Regions from separate parts of the Aedes albopictus genome. Here region 2 is linked to region 1. A link is a contact called in public Hi-C data. All regions are on one chromosome and are shown on one strand. The core of a region is the stretch at or near the end of the contact, and the rest is flanking DNA. Distances in the headings are between cores, read along the strand shown.

The links. A called contact is a pair of places that touch in the nucleus more often than the background predicts.
Region 2: a contact with region 1 is called in a Hi-C map of whole body, with 3 times the contacts expected there. The contact joins the promoter of LOC134284905 here to the promoter of LOC109402694 in region 1. A contact is called at or near these places in 2 of 3 Hi-C or Micro-C datasets (embryo and whole body).

What each region holds. Positions count from the first base shown.
Region 1 is chr1:44,399,337-44,402,036 of AalbF5, reverse strand. LOC109402694 (ER membrane protein complex subunit 8/9 homolog) reads right to left here and starts at 1,358. Exons shown (of 2, transcript XM_019675396.4): 1 at 892-1,358; 2 at 482-830. The coding sequence starts at 1,236. The coding sequence ends at 573.
Region 2 is chr1:45,051,833-45,054,532 of AalbF5, reverse strand. It overlaps LOC134284905 (zinc carboxypeptidase-like), which reads right to left and starts at 1,378. Exons shown (of 2, transcript XM_062844444.1): 1 at 957-1,378. The coding sequence starts at 1,292. It overlaps LOC134284853 (zinc carboxypeptidase-like), which reads right to left. Exons shown (of 2, transcript XM_062844260.1): 2 at 1,833-2,700. The coding sequence ends at 1,888.

The DNA.
Region 1 (2,700 bases), core at 109-2,608:
ACAAAAAGATGAACTGAAGTAGCAGTTCAAAAACAAGCGTAGTTTATTTATGTTTTTGTACTGGATTCGATAGAAATAGAACGCTTTCAAAGGTTCTCTATAATAGATCACGTGACGCTTTCGGTTTCATATTAGATCTTTCAGTTCACGTGCGTAGCAACGTGGATGGTGGCTGCGTGCCACCTTACTCTTGCGCGGGGCGGTCGAATGACAACAACGCAGCGCACGCAGCCACTTCCGTTAGTGCAAAGAAAAAGCGGTCTACTTTGATCGCGGAAAATTTTATTTTCTCGGTATTGATGGCTAAGCTAAATGATATTGTTTGCACAAAAGCAGCAGTTTCGTGCGCAAGAAATTAATCAAAGTTTGATGTTTATATTGAAGAAATCTGTGACGAAGGTGAAGTAAATAAAATTCTTTGAAAACATTTGCGCTGACTTGATGTTTGATCCGAACCAAAAATTCCAATAAGAACACTCGGTTAAACGTTGAACAAATCCTTTTTATTACAATTTATAATGTGATTTTGAGAATAAATTATAGCTTTTTGGGAATGAAAAATTGCACTTGTCCTAGTACATGGACAAAATCTGCCGCAAGTCCCTATTGAGATGATCATTGCTCCAATCATTATCCGTATTGTCCAGATAGTTGTCGAAATCGTTGAGCTCCTTCATGGCCCCTCGTTGCAGCAAGCTCGACACGGCATCGAAAGTGTTCTTTGAATCCTCTACCGAGCACTTGCCTACTTTGGTCCAGCGTCCCTCCTTGCTCTGCCAAACTTTGAGCGCCGGGTAGCGCATGTTGATCGAGACAGCTCGGTTGTCAATCTAAAATTAAATTACGAATCATTCACATTCTAGTGCTTCCAGAATCCAATCACGAACTCACCACGGCGAACACCGCTCCCGTCACATTCTCCGCCACCTTGTCGGCAATCCGTGCCCCCGGCGCTCTCTCCAGACTGTTGTCGTAGAAATTTTCCGCCGCCGCATAGTACCCCAGCACCTGCATTCCCTCCTTGGCGGCCTTTGCCTCTACCTGAATCAGAGCAATTTCCGCCATCGGACTCACATGCAGACACTGATGAAATAGGGGAACCGCATCGAGCACCTTCTGCTGGTCGCTGCCACCCTTGGCACCCAGCAGCAGCCCGTTCACGGCCAGGTGCGGGTACTTGGCCGCGTGCAGCATCATCTTGCAGTAGGCACGGGCGGAGAAGTTTACCTCGGACATGGCGGCACAAGCTGGAATCGATTAGTTTGTCTGGGTTATTTCAAAGAAAAATAATTTTCACTCTGGCGATCGAACGATTAATGTTTTGGTCTTAATTCACACTGACTGAACAGTGATTAGGATTTGACGTTTCCACTTTTGACAGGTCGGTGTGTGACCGTGTGACAATCAGAATGAATTTGGCTGCATACTGCGCGTCTATTTTGCCGACGTTGTTTTTAGAACAGTCTGTTTGGCAGTGGGCTGAAATCATTTATGTCGCTGCCATTGCGGAACAAACTGTAGCAGATGAACTTGTTGATTAGAAAAAATATTACTTCGTGAAATATGTAGTTTGTAGGTAGGGTATGTGTGCTGCCATCAGTAATCTCCCATATTCATACTATTCGAAACAAGCGACTACGGCACCGATTGATTCCGTTCAATTTGTTTTCATGGGTGCTCACTTCTAACTACAAATACAAAAATAAGAAACAAAAGAAATAGCTCAATCCTTTGTTTTAGTAGGATGAAAATGGGAGTCACCTGCTTTTTTTCCTCCCCTGTTGGGGAAATTAAGCCACTGCGTCCAATAGGCTGAACTTTTGTGGCATGTCCCGTTTTGATATTCGCATCTACCCGAGCAGGAACGAATAACTGACACATAACTGGAGCATACCAAAATTAGGTATCATAACAAGACGAGGTATTGGTCGGTTATCCAGGTATTGAAAATAACTTATTTTGGTATTTTGAAGGTATTGATGATATACGTCAACGTCGGGGCCTGTAGCTTTGAGGTACAGTTTCGCTTAGTAAAGCGGATCGTCATGGGTGAAATTCCCAACCCCTTCAAAAAACACTTCGTCCAGCCACCAAAAGACGCCGCACGGAGGACAGTGCATTGGGAGGGCACATCCATCCTCCGTCAGCATTGGATGGTGACTGAGACAACTGACCCTCTTCGACGGCAACAAGCCTAATATACGATTCACGGCAAACGAACCCGCGGCACACACAATGGACTGGATAGGAAATGTATAGGAACCACACGCTGCTGTAACAACAACGGTAGCGACAAGTACGGCATGAGATCTCTCTCCTACCTACTGCGAGGACGGTAGATATAGAGACACAAGCAATTGTCAATAGAACTAAAAATAGACTCTGTATCAAAGTGTATGAGCTTAGGAAAGATATAGATAAACTATGGTAATCGGCACAGTAGAGGCCTAAGTGCACAGGGTGCCTACAAAATAAATAAATGGATATACCTCAACGAGTTATTGGTTTGGTGTTAAGGACTGCTTGAGGTATTATTCAATTATGGAAAAATCGCTGTTTGTATGGAAAAATCACCGATTATTATTTAGGTATTGCCATACCTGATGTCATTATTCACGCGTTATGCACAGAATACACACCAGTTATTATTTTAGGTATTTAACCTCTTATGCAGGGCTACTTAATACCTCATTCAGGTTG
Region 2 (2,700 bases), core at 129-2,628, 650 kb before region 1:
GATGAAATTACCAGATATATCATTACAAAAACTTATGGAAAAATTCGTGAACGATCTTCTCTAGGAAGTGCGGAATGAATTCCTAGAAAAAATTGCAAGGGATTTCTATGGAAATTCCTAAAGAAATTCCTGAAGATACCCCAGCTGTTTCGGATTCGAAACTCAGAAACTCTTTACTGCTGGAGACATTCGTGAATAAATTACTGGACGAACTTCCGAAGTTAATTCTGGGACTATTTTTTCTTCGGAAAGCTTATGATAGTTCTGGTTGCAATTGTTAAAGGAATTCCTTTAGGGATTCTCAATTATATAACCAAAAATTTTCTTGAAAGAAATTCTGAAGCATTTTTAAATAAACTCTTGGAAGAGTTTCTAAAGAAATCCCTTCTGAAATATTTCAGGTGGAAACGTTGCACTTTGTTACATTTTTTCCTAGCTTGCAATACATGCATCAATCAAGTGAGTTTGAAGCGGAATCATTACCAAGTAAAACTGATTCTTCATTGGGGCCTAACTGACATTTTCAATTTCTCTTCATCGGTCCTCTCTTGGTGTTATTATGGAAAGTGTATTAAGTTTTCCAAAGATGTTTTGGTTGAAATGCGAAGACGACGAGTACATCTTGGTCTAGAAACAAAAAGAATAATGATTTTGTTTGTTTTGATCAAGTTATTAGCGAAAGAGAGAGTCGACGAAGAGAAATCGATCAAGTCAGTTTTTTTACACAGTGCTTACGAAGTGGAAACCAGTCGTTCGAGATACCATCATCTCATGAAGGAAAAGGTCGCCGGCCACGTCCTTTCGTCAACCGGAGGAATGTGCATTCAACAAAAATATTTTGGACTTAAACAGTAAACAGTGGCTGTAGATGTGGTTGGTTACAACGATGAAGATGATCGCACAAGAAATTTGATATTGATTCGACATTGATTACAAAACAAAGGAACGCTACTCACCAGAACCGATCCCCCAATCTTGTACCGCTCCATCAAATCCGTCATTTCGGCAATCTTTTGCGGTGCAACCATAATGGTTAGATTCTGATTGGTATGCCGGGCATGACCCATGAAGGTATAGCTATCGCTCCGGTTCTCCAGCTGTTGCATCAACTGGACCTGTTCCTCGTTCTCCAGCAGTACCCGGTAGATTCGGAAGTGATCGTAGCGGGCCTTGTTCGAGGGGTCCACAGCCACACCAGTAGCCGAGCAGCCATGGCCATCTACGACGAGAAGGAGCAGCAATGCGACAATGGCTGCTGGGATGAAATAAAGAAGTCGGTGCGGTAATCGCATTTTTGCGATGCACAAATGGCAAGCCGGCAGCAGCAGAACCGGCTCAATCGAAAACAGAAGTGAAACTGAATGATAATGAATGTCTATCTCGTCTCGATGGTAGGTGAAGCAGTAAAGATGAGAAGGGACAAAGGTAATGTTTACCGATGGGATTAGCTTTTAGTACAAGGTGAGAATGTAGTGGTGGGATGAACAAATCAGCTGTCATGACAGCTTGATAAGAAACTGTGGTGGTGTGTCTTGAGATAAATTTTCATGCAATCATTTACAGTTAAGATCGTTCGATTAGAGTTTTAAATTTTAAATAGTTTAGTTTTAAACCCAAAAAAATAGCTTAAACTTCAATTATTTTTTTTTTCAGAATCTGCTTATTGTAGGATTTTTTTTAGATTTTCAATGTATTAGTTTTTGACTCTGGAAAAAGCTCCATAGAAAAGATGACATCTTGAATTTTTGTCCACCATATTGGATTCCTGGATCATAGTTTTGGGAGTTTAAGGATGCGAATGAAGTACATACGTTTGAAGTAAATCAACATGGTTATGTTTAACTGAGAACATTTATTAATACAAATAACAACCTTCCAAGAATGCAATCAATCGTAGTACCCAAGCCGCTTGGCTTCTTCCACAATGGCGACGAACGCAGCCATGGTTTCCTCACCAACCGGCGTAATCTGTTCCGCCGGCAGAATAAACATATCCGTCGAGTCCGGTGGTCCCCGCAGCTCAAACGTCAGCGACACCGGAATCTTCGCCTCCTGGTAGGCCCAATCGATACTTCCCCCACTCGACGGATAAATCGTCTCGTGTTTGCTTCCACCCTGGAACGGAGTCCCATGAACAGCCGTCAACGCCGCAATGGCCCTATCCGTAATCGTCTGCAAGTGCTCGTAGTTGGCGACCTTCTCCGGCGTATGCCCAAAGGGGAACATCAACAACTGCGAGTACGAATGCAACGCAATGTACGTCCGGATGCGCTCTTTTTCGGCGTTGTCCCGGATGAAGTCGGCCAACGCACGGGCTTCCGGTTCTGAGAAGGCTCCGGACCCGGAGAAGTCGTAACTGCAGGGATCATCACTGGAACCGATGCCGCCCCAATTGCTAGCGAAGTTCCGATTCAGATCCACACCGCGACAGATGCCGTAAGGCTTCCGGTTCTTGCGCCACAGACGATCGCTTTCGAAGGAAAACTTGTACCCATCCGGATTGACCGTCGGGAAGAAGAACCAGTCGTAGTTGGTGGACAGTTCGATGATTCTGGGATCCGTTGAGGTGATGAGCTGGTTCAGAATAAAGGTAGCAGTGGCTGGAGAAATCCATTCCCGAGCATGGATTCCTCCCTCAACAAAGATAGCTTTATTACCGGATTGGCGGGAAAGTTTGACGCCTTTGATCGGACGACCTTC